Linked DNA regions of Zea mays: region 2 is linked to region 1. Evidence: chromatin contacts called from public Hi-C data. All regions are on one chromosome and are shown on one strand. The core of a region is the stretch at or near the end of the contact, and the rest is flanking DNA. Distances in the headings are between cores, read along the strand shown. Region 1 holds the start of LOC100383452. Region 2 holds the start of LOC100277167.

Evidence for each region. Hi-C and Micro-C count contacts between places; a contact is called where the count stands out from the background.
Region 2: a Hi-C map of leaf shows a contact between it and region 1, with 5 times the contacts expected there. The contact joins the promoter of LOC100277167 here to the promoter of LOC100383452 in region 1. A contact is called at or near these places in 2 of 25 Hi-C or Micro-C datasets (both in leaf).

What each region holds. Positions count from the first base shown.
Region 1 is chr3:137,947,284-137,953,397 of Zm-B73-REFERENCE-NAM-5.0, reverse strand. It overlaps LOC100383452, which reads right to left and starts at 1,395. Exons shown (of 17, transcript NM_001357145.1): 1 at 1,095-1,395; 2 at 893-1,016; 3 at 690-761; 4 at 479-553; 5 at 304-375. The coding sequence starts at 1,194.
Region 2 is chr3:138,521,571-138,527,049 of Zm-B73-REFERENCE-NAM-5.0, reverse strand. It overlaps LOC100277167, which reads right to left and starts at 3,219. Exons shown (of 2, transcript NM_001150813.2): 1 at 3,067-3,219; 2 at 1,423-2,813. The coding sequence starts at 2,760. The coding sequence ends at 1,765.

The sequences.
Region 1 (6,114 bases), core at 146-2,645:
TTGTAGTGGCAGTCAAAAAGCTAAAGATCACATTGTGCTGCCTGGACCTAAGCGCATAAACTTGTTTGATTTTCAAGCATATACAGAACGTAAGACCTCAATTTTACTTCCTTTCTGTTCTGACCAAAGAGGACAAACTAAAGTTGATTTCCCAAGTGACAGTTGGATAGATATAGATAGGTAAAAGCTTTTTGTTCAACAGAAGATACAATCCCAAAAAATGATTATATCCTTGTTTGTTTATGGTTGCTAATAGATCAAAGGCATAGACACAAAGGTTTCAGGTTGGTTTGGTCTCCTTACAAAAATCTAAGCTTGGTGAGCTGTCCGAGTTCTTTCGGTATTTCTCCAGAAAAGCTGCAACCGACAAGAATCCTGCGGAGGAGTCGGAGAGCAAATAAGTCAAGGAACAATCCAGGCAGTGAAAATATTGAAATCAGTGGACGATTGGAACTCCTTAAAAAGTTTGGTTGCGCACAGGTTTTCGAGGTTACTCAGGCTTCCGATGGACGCAGGAAGAGGACCGCCCAAGTCCTTGTTGTAGGAGAAATCCCTGCCAAAAAACAAAAACAGGAAGCAATCACCTCACATGCTTGAAACAAATGCTAAAAATTCCAATTCATGTGCTTGTATGGAGACTCAAATCAAATCAAATCAAATCAGACTGTAAAAGTCGGAATGTTTCATACAAGGTCTGCAATTCGGACAGGGACTGGATGTCGCCTGAAAGGGATCCTGACAATCCTAAACTCGAGAGTCTTCTGCAGGAACAGCCACCACGAAACAACAACAACAACAGCAGCAGAATGAGTGATGAATTGCTCATCTATAAAATGGATGACTAGAAGGAAACGACCGTATGTGATAATATCTTCTAGCTGCTGATACTAACATAGCCGTGACCCGGCTTGTGGTGCAGCTTATCCCGTTCCATTTATCTCCACATGGGTCAGTGCCCACCCTCCAGTTTGATGGCTTCTTGTTCCAGGAATCTTGAATCCCATTCAGCCCAGAAGCTGCACAGAAGAGCAACAGAATGAGCAAGTGAGCACAGAAATAACAAGGACACAAGGGACGGAAAAACTGGAACATACCGTCTTGTGCATTCGTGTCAGCCAAGATGACGAGAGCCTGCGCAAGGAAACCCAAGGAGAACACAAGCCATGGAGAAAGCTCCATTTTTGGAGAGTTCATGGAGATGTTGCCGAATTCTTCTTAGCTGCTCATCATCTTCTTCTTCCTCCTTCGAAGGCAAGAAGCTTTGGCAGAAGTGCAGTAGGTCATATTAGTTGGCAGGCATGTAAGGTAGGAAATGAGCCTTGAATTGTATATTCATTGAACTGGTCAAGATATCCATCCATATAGTTCATCATCTCCTACATGTATGAATTCAATGAACATGTCGTCCCAGCTCATCCAATAAGTAGCAAGCGTACGAAGTCTTTGAATCAGATTTGAGAAAAAAAAAAGAAAATAGGGGACGACCAGATGGAGTCAACAGCATGCAACTTGCAACAAGAAAATGACAGGATTTGCAATAATTTTAGCTCTTAATTTAATGGTTGGGTGCTGGGTCGCAATTATTCAATGCGACAAGTTTCTAAATAGCTCTCAATTTGCGCAATTTTAGCTCTTACTTTTGTTTCTGGTAGGGGAAAGGGTGCAAACGCATGTGCACTCACTCAGTCTTCGGCCCAGACAAAAGAGCAAAAGAATTGCAGGCACATGCAGTTATGTTCAGCGTATAGACTGGTGGAATATTTTGGATGTTGTAGGTATTCCACGCTATGTTTTGTTTTGTTTTGTTTTTCTCTTATATGGTGAATAGTATTTCAGTTGTATAATAATCTGAATAAGCCTTAGTGGAAAATTTAAGAGGTTATAATAATCTGAATAATGGGTTAGACGAGTCTTAGTGGAAGATTTATATGGTTTCTGAATACCATATAAATGCGGGAGTGAACAAGCCTGTGGAGGACGAAACTGTGATTTGTAGGTTATGCCACAAGGAAGGTTATAAGTCTTTCCAATGCAAGGCGATGACCGGGGATAAGCAAAAGCAAAAGCTCAAGCAAAAGCCATCAAGCAAAATCTCCAACACCTACATCAACAAGGTGAACAAAAAGGCTGCTACACCATATTTGATCAAGAATAAAAAAATAGAAAAGTGATAGCAATCAAGGCCAACAAGCAAGCCAACAAAAGAAAGGGGGCCAAACGCATCTGGGTGCCAAAGGAAATAATTTCAACCATGAAAAGCACCATGAAGGTTTGGATCCCGAAAGGGAAGTGAGTAGTCCGAAAAATAACGGGAAATTTGGAGACTTGGCAAAGATGGGATGTATATCATGGGACACATCATATTGGATCAAGTTTATTGCCAAGTGGGTTAGCAAATATTTTGGACCCAAACTTCCCCACCCATAACTAAGGTAACTATATTTATTGTTTTCCTTATTTTTAGATTTACATCTCATTTTCTTATATCTAGCTTACCATTTCATGCCTAGTATTTCATTTTGTACTTTAGATTAACAATGCATGCATACTAGGTAAATCACATGGTAGGATTGCTCGTTCTCATTTCATATTTTTGAGCAAACCTGCATGGTTTAAAATTGTTTAATTAAGCATGGCACATAGCTTATTTAACATCCCTAAGTAAATGACACTAATGCTTCAAAATCTTATATCCTACAATTAGTATCATTTAACTTATATGTGCCAAAGCTCGGGTTATGGATAATCTATCCCTCTTGATATCAAATCAAAGTGCATGTCTCCTACAAGTATTCAAAACTTGTATGCACACTTTCAGGAGAAGGTTAATCTATAATCTAAGACTTTGAGACTAATACCGTTTTCGAGTCTATTTCATGTAGTAGTCTCATTGTAAGGAAAATAAAGTCCCCGGAGAAAGACAACAAACTTCCACTCCAAAATCTCAAAGAACTTTCATGTCTCATAAGTCTGCCATTGGTCTTCAATTGGTTCGCCATTGACTTTCAATTGGTATCTTTGAGACTACATTCAGTATAATTTACATGTCTTCTCCAATATTTGATTAGACTATATTTCATATCTTATACTTCCCATGTTGCTAAAATGCATATATTGTTGACTCATATTTTATTACCTATGCATAAGGGAAGTTAGTCTATTCAAATCATGTCTTGCACCTCGATTTCTCACATGCTTTTTCCTAAGTAGAAGTTCTCTGTCAGGGGGAGTATTTCTTTGTCTCTAAAGGGGGAGAAAATTCTTTCTAAAGGAGAACACTCATTTAGGGGGAGTAACAATTTAGTACTTAAACTGGTATTAATTGACAATTCGTTATGAGGGCAAGTCTTATTTGCTTCCTATATGTCTTTAATGTCATTCTTTTCGGTGGTTGATGTCAAAGGGGGAGATGTTTAGGGACCAAAGCAATGAAATTTGTACCAAACACCAAACATCACCAATTTAAAATTTTAATTCTTCAAATGGTTTTGGTTCTTTGGTCTAAAAAAGGAAGTAAGTGAACTATGGAGTTAGGGGAGACTTAAGTCTGTAATATCACATTGTGGGGACAATCATGCATCCTAGCAAGTAGATTGCATATTTTTCAATCAAATTTTTATAATATTTGCTTGCTTTGGTTGTGTTGTCATCAATCACCAAAAAGGGGGAGATTGTAAGGAAAATGGACCCCGGGCCATTTGGCTTAATAGAGTTTGGTGTTTAATGATCAACATAACCTATGGACTAATGTGTTTGCTAGTGTTTGTGTTTGTAGTTCACAGGATGCTAAAGTAACATGGACCAAGACATTGAGAAAAGCAACACCTCAAAAGAAGACATTATGAAGATCAAGTAAAGTCCAAGAAAAGAAGATGTGTTTCCTACAGACTGTGTGTGCGAGGAGCACCAAACTATCCGGTGTACCAGGAACAGTAGCCCTAACGACTAGTTCCAGGTGGCACCGTGGAGGAAAGACCACCGGATTGTCCGATGTGAAGTCTGGACTGTCCGGTGCATAAAGCCTGCGTGCCAACGATCACCTGCTCTGACAAACCTAACGGCTAGGCGCACCGGACAGGATCATCGGACTGTCCGATGAACCCACTAGACTGTCCGGTGCACCACAGAAAGCAGCAGCTTTCCTCCAACGGCTAGTTTTGTGTTGGGGCTATAAATACACCCCCAACCGGCCATTTCCAAGTGTGGGAGCCCAGGAGACATATCAAGGGATATAGTAGACATTCTCAAGTGCTCTTACACCCAAGTGCTTAATAGAATCACTCAGTGATTAGCGTAGGTTCTTTGCGAAGTGCTTAGGTTAGTTAGACCACTCTAGCGCTTGCTCTAGGTGAATCTTAGTTAGTTGAGTGAGTTTAGATAAACCACCAACCCTTCGGCTCTTGCGCGAGCCATAGCAATTGTATCGAGTGGGGCGAGAGTCTTGCGAGACCGTGACAACCGCGTTTGTGTCACGGCCGCCACCGTGTATCGAAGGGAACGTGGTCCGCAGCGTTTTTAGCCGGAAGCTCGATAGTGGAGACGGCAGGGAGCGTCCGAGAGGAGCCGGAAGAAGAGCACCACTTGCGCGTGGAGAAGGCCTGTGGCTCTCTACGGAGATACTCGACCGAGGTGCTTGGCCCTCGCGTGGGCTTCCCTTTGCGTAGGAGCACCAACGAGGATTAGTCAGAACCTTGCGTGGTTCCGGATACCTCGGTAAAAATACCGGCGTCATCCACGAGGGTGGGAAATGGGGGGGCTGAGTCAGCGGATCTCGGCGCTCTGGAGTTCCGAGTTCGCCTTGTGGTAGGGGTGGACAAAAACCCGTAACCTGAATCTGGAATACCCGAACCCGAAACCCGAATTTGGTTTAAGAATTTCGGGTACCAACTTGCAAAACCCGAAATTATCTTGGGTAATACGGGTATCATAATCGGATACCCGAATTACCCGAACTTTCATGTGTCATGTACTCATGTCATTCTTAATTATTAATTTGTGCATCTATAATTATGTATAACTGTGCATAACTTGTGATTGTAGATTGCTTGTGTTTTTTATGTTCATGTATATCATTAATCAAACTATATTTTTATACTAATTTAATAGGGTGCATGTGTTTTATGAAGTTGAGACAACAGTTCGGGTAGTTCGGGAATACCCGAACCCGAAATTCCGGGTAACCAAAGTTTCGGGTATTGTAAAACCCGTTGTAATTTCGGGTATCGATTTTCAAAACCCGAAATTTTAAATACCCGAATTACCCGACCCGAAATTTTCGGATAACCCGAACGCCCACCCCTACTTGTGGGTGGAGTAATTTCTTTTCTTTTATCAAATGGGCGGGCCTAGAACACCGTGATAATCTGCCCAAATATAAATATGTGCTATCAACCTTCTTTTTTTGTTAGACTCAGTCTGTTATCAGCTTTTCCTTCCCCATATTCAAGCTTCTTCTATGATCGTCTTACAAAATATGGAAAGATACTTCATACTTTTGTATCCTCTTATATATAGGTGTATATTTGTGTTGTGTCTAATAGGCCGATCCAAAACACACAATTTTAGAAATGGCCTAACCTAATTGTGGACTTGGATCAACACGGCCCAACGTGTGAGCCGTGTCTGGACCTCAAGTCAAGCCAACGTGTCGGTCTAGCACGACCCATTTAACTAAAGTTCATTGAAGCCCACTAAACAGACTCAACACTTAACTAAGGTACTCAAAGTCCATAGAACCAGCACAACTTGGAGAATTCAGAGCTTCAACAGGCCTTCGAGAACCAGTACCTAGATGAGAATAGTGATGATGATCATTGTATATGTATTCTGTATGTCTGTATAGTACTCAACTAAACACCGAACAGAGAACTGGATATTATTTCTGACCTAGTTGTACTTTTTTCTTTCTGACCAAATAAAACAGCTTAGTTTTAGTTTGGCCATATATATATTATGTACTTTCTGTCTATGTATTATTGTTGTATGTATATGAGTCGGTCTAGCACACTAAAATATTCTAGACTATTTAGATTGACCTGATACACATAATTAATTGTGGGCCGTGTCGTGGGTCGATGGCGTGTCGTGGGTCGATGGCTGGGCTTACGTGCTGAC
Region 2 (5,479 bases), core at 1,970-4,469, 570 kb before region 1:
ACGGCAATACGCGACGCGAGGCACTGTAGCTATGCTGGTGCGAGCAGCAGTAGCTTCCCTTTTTAATCCCCGGGCTTTTCGGCAAGTGGCGTCGGTGCAGACGCGAGGCCGATCGGTCGAGCTTGATTGACAACACGGCGCAGGCGCAGCAGAGTACAGCAGAGTGTGGTTGCTTTGCTGGGAGAGATTGGGTCGGATTGGACTGGAGCTGGAGCAGCCCGTGATACGAACAGTACGAGCTCGCTCGCTCCGTCCTGGTCCGTCGTTCGTCCTAACGACAACAGAGGAGTGTCTAGCGTACTACGTAGCGCTGTGGTCTGATCTCAGGTGATGGCTGCTGTGCTGAGGAGGGTGGGCAAGGGCAAGGCATGCCTGCATGCATGCATTGCATTGCAGGGAGGGCCCAAAGACATTCTGGATTCAGATTATTGCCAGGCAAAGTGGCGAAGCCCAGCACCAGATGGGGTCCAGAACAGCACGGGGGGGGGGGGGGCCAATCAGGCAGCCGATTCAGATCTAAATAAACTGGACCTCACCTGTATGTATGTACCCACTGGTGGCCACTGATACTCTGAGTCTGATAGATAAAGAAGAGGGCTCCCCTTGGTTCTTGCCCATGCGTGCGTGCGTGCATGTGTTGCTTGCTCCCTTCAGAAGCTGCACACTAGTACTCTCGCGCGGGGGTTTTTTTTTTCAGGCGCAGAAGAGATTCTGGCCATTGGCGAGGAATCAGAAATGTGACCTGTTTCTTTCTTGCTCCCCTTCCGTGAGACAAGAGGTAGGGAACTAGGAAGGAGAAGACTGAAAGGATGTTTTTTTTTCCTAGGAGAGAGAAAAAAACAGAGATAATGCTCTTCTGGATCAAAGCTTTCTCAGTTCCCCCAAAACCAAACCAAACCAGATCATCAAATCAAAAGCACCAAGTCCTGATAGCAATGCTGCTGCTAGAGTACGTAGTCCACTGCACGGCAGATCACGCATGTTGCGTTTGGCAGATCGCTGGTTGCACACACATGCATCGGTAGTGTACAGTACAGTACACCGCAGCGCAGCACGGCATTAAGTGGCTATCCATTTTGGGATCGCCTCGACGACGTCGCGCCACATGCTCCCCTGCCCCCCTGCACGCCCACATGATCTCCTCCTCCAGGGTCCAGGCCCCCAGCAATAATTCAGGCTCGCTCCGGCGGCCCAGCCAGCCACATTGCGTATTATGCATCTGTGTGCGCTCTTGTTCTCTTCTCAACGCCACATCTCTCTCTCTCTCTCTCACCAATCATTAGCCTAATCTGATCATAATTTACTAGTAGATTCTTTCGGTTACAGGCCTGCTAAGCATGCACGGCAGCCAGGCGTATCAGATTACCAGCTGTTGATCAATCACTAGTACTAGTGTAGCACTCACTCTCTGGCTGGCTGACTAAACACCACAACGACAGTAGCATGATGAAATGAAAGGAACAACACATAAGGCGGAAGAGTGAGTGATTCAGTCTCACCTCCCAAACCACCAGTCACTCGAGCACTAAAAAATTAAAGTCAAGAGCGGGGAGAGCAGCTACAGAAATCAACAAGGAATAGAAATCCATGGAGACTCCGCATCATCAGTTTGTGGTTGATGGATAGCTAGGATGGATGGATGGAACAGTGGAATGCGAATGCAGCTAAAGCTACGGCTAGATTGATGAGATCAGCAGCAGATTAACAAAGAAAACAGCTTCCCTATGCCGCAAGGCTGATTCAGTCAGCATTAGACTCTCTTGATCAATGTCGTCCAGTCCCGAAAGACATGGCTTGGTCGGTCACTCCAAGTCCAGCCGCAGCCGCAGCAGCAGCTGCGGGCTCCGCCGCCGGCTCCGGGAGCGGCATGCCGAGCTGGCCGTCGTGCGGCCCCAGCAGCTCCGGGTCGCCGGGGAGCCCGGCGTGGCCGCGCCGCGCCAGGGTGTGCTTGTTGTTGTGCATCCACACCTTGAGCACGCGCCGCTTCACGCCGACCTCCTGGCAGAAGCGCTGCACCGCCGCCTCGTCCAGCTTCTGCAGCCGCCACCCGGCGTCCTCCGCGAACCCCAGCATCCGGGCCTTCTGCTCCGCGGTGAACTTGGTCCGGAACCGCTTCCGTGCCGGTGCCTGCTGCTGCTGCTGCACCTCCCCCCCGCGCACCCCTGGCACGTGTGCGTCGTCGGAGTCCGCTGACGCCGAGCTGTGGTGCTGCTGCGGCGGCTGCTGGTGATGGTGCATGGCGGCGCTCAGCGGCATCACCATGCGCGTCGGCGCCGGGGGAAGCGCCGCCACCAGCAGCCCCCGGTGATGGTGGGGGTGCACCGCGGCCAGCGGGCTCAGCGGGTGGTGGTGGTGGTGCCCGTACAGCTGCCGCCCGTCGCCGCCCGGCGGCTCCTTGCGGTGGAAGTTGCGGTGGCACCCGCACGCCGAGCACCGGAGCGCGTCCAGCGACCCCTCCTCGCCCGCGGGCATGAACTCGCCGCACCCGTCCGTCGCGCTCCCGCCGATGGCAGCCGCGTGGTTCTTCAGGCACTCGCGGTACCTCACCCCTGCCCCGCCTCCGCCTCCTGTGCCCACGGGCACCACCGCCAGCTGCCGGTTCTTGGCCTCCTCCGCCACCACATCCGGCGGCGACATGTGCCGGCCGTTCGCGCCATGGTTGTGCTGCTGTGGGTGCCCGTGGTGCAGCCCCAGGTACGGCGACCCGCCGGCGTGCATTGTTGCCATCGGCAGCTCGCCCTGCGTGCCGGAAAGATCCATGCTTTTGCTCACTTCCTCCGCAGCCGCAGCTCCTGTCTCACGCTGCAACAAATCTGCAATAGCGCGCGCGCGCGCCCACACGCACACAAACAAACAATTGAAACAAACAAACTTAACAACAGGAATTTCAGCAGGAAGGCCAAGTGAATGCCAAGACGACAGCTTGGAGGTTCCAAGCAATGATGTACTATGAAGAAACAAGAATCTGGCATGCCTTGGGGCGCTCAAAAAGTGAAGGAAGAGAAAAAAAAAAGGGATTGATTCTTGGGGAGAGTGAGAGAACAAAAAGGGCTGAGGTTTGTGGACCTTACGGTGGCCTTGGGATCTTGCAAGAAGATACCAGTTGCAAACTCCAAGATAGGTTTAAATCCTCTACTGCTAGTACTCCTAGTATGTTTCAAGGTCTCTTGGGTTCCTCACCATGGCCATGCAGAAGATCAGCAGTAGAACTAGAATGCTAGGAGATCTAGAGGAAGATGGATACAGGGGCTGCTCTCTGCAAAGGCTTTGCATTCACACACCGTTCCTACTTGACTAGTATTTGGTTGGTGTGTATGTTAAACATGTTGTGCTTTTGTTGTGAGAAGAACAGCGTAGAAACAAAGGGGAGGGACCAAAACACAGAGGTGAAGAAGAGATGGACCAAAACAAACAACAAAAATGAATGGAAGTAAACAAACCTTGTGGCTGCCGCGAGGGGGCTTAATCAGGACGTCATGCCTTGTCAAACCTTGGCCGCCATTGCTGCAAGAAAAAACCACCTTGCGGTCTACCTACAAACTACTGCAAATTGGAAAGGGGAATACAAAGGAAATGTCAAGGTTTAGAGGCAGTGTAGACTACGAGCTAGATATGGCCAATGGGGAGAGAGCTTGCTGTATGTCTCTCAGATGTGTTGTGTAAATAAGAGAGGGGATGAAGCAAGAGAAATACTCCAAGCTTCGGCTCTGCTTGCTTTGCTTTGCTTGCACTGTCAGGAATCCAAGCTTGTTTGAGAGAGAGAGAGAGAGAGAGAGCCCTGTGGCCAGGCCAGTGGCCTTGTGTGGTGTGTCAGAGCTGTACTACTGCAATGGTGAGAAGAGGGCGGAGCTACAGGAGCTGAGCGCGTCCATGGATGTCCCCACTCCAGATTTTTATTTATTGAAAGTATTTAGAATAATGAGTGTTTTGTTCAGTTCCTTTCTCCTCTTTGCTCTCCTATTTTCTTAGAAAGGGATCGGCTGGAAAACGAGTTTAAGCATTTAATTCCTTTTGTGCGCTTTCGCAAACGAAAGACATTTTGATGCATGCTATACTTTATTTCTGAAATAACTTCATGCGTTTTATCCTGTAAATTGAGCGTGGCGCACGGCTCTTGATTCCTTCTGATCCATTCTCTCTTTCCGTCAGGAATATACAGATGATAAACTTGTGTAAATTCAATAAAATGGCTTGCTTTGCCTGTATCTATAAATCCATGGTATAGTTCCACAAGTATAACTAAAAACATCCATATTTTCACTTGAACAATTGCTACTAACCAAATTATTTATGCCAACCCCAAGAAAAACAGTACTAGCAACGAAAACTGAAGGGCACGCCAGCAAAGGCAAATTCTCCACCAATGTTTTCTTGCCGCGTGTGCTGAAGCTGTTTCAACGCAAGCTTCTTTTGGGGAGTCAAACTTGTCCAGAACAGTGGGAGCATGCATCAATCCAGCTAGCTAGTGCCTAGTGGAAGCAAAATCACAGATAGAATACAAATATTGCATTAGTAAGCGAACACTCCGTCAGGGACATGCCCAATAGTTTTGTTTTTCACCACATGCATCGCTTTCACTCACAGCAGATCCTTATCATTTAGCAATTTGCACATGATTTTAGTCATCGATTGCTGTATTGGCACTTGTGCAGAAAAAAAATTAACCCCAGGCCCACTAATCCAAACTTTAGTTTGGATCATGTGCAAAACCCTTGGCTTTCCTGATGGTGAAATGTGTGGTGGCTACCACTGTCTACTCACCGCACAACATTCTTCTGCCTGTGAAGAAAAATGACAGGTCTTCTTTTAAGGCTCAGGTGGGGATTACAGTACAGATCTGTACCGCAGTGGGGTATATACTCATATGGTACTGTATTTACTAGTGACATTTAATTTCACAGCTGCATCGGTGAGAGCTAGCTGATTGAAAGGCTTAAATTCCACAGCTGATTTCCGGAAACTAATTGTTAGAAATTCTAGTTTCAGTCAATTATATTCACTCCAAAAGGGTATCGAGTTGTATAGTTCATTTTAGTTTTACACAAGTAGACGAAGATGAATATCACACGTGTTCGTGTTGATAGATCGAGAGCGGTAAAGTACGAGTGTTGAGACTGGATCGAGTGACTGAGAAGCCGGATGGCTAATTGTGATGGCTGATACCTAGAGACACTGACAGACATGAGGACGCGATAGAGCAGATCATGTCGTCGACACGGTTGCGGACCGATGAGACACGTGTCTAGGACGCGGGAACGCGTGTGGAGTACGCTACCCGCGGGGTTTCGGTGGTTGAGCCTCAAAACCACCTAGCGCAACAATTTGCAGGTTTCATCGGGTTTGGGCTTCAAAACTCTGCGATACGGTTTCAGAGGGAATCGAATACGGCACATGACGTTATTACGAAGGGTGCGTCATGGTGAAGCAATTTCGTGAAGAAGGTATGGCCGTCAGATCAACATATCAAGAGTTGATCTGT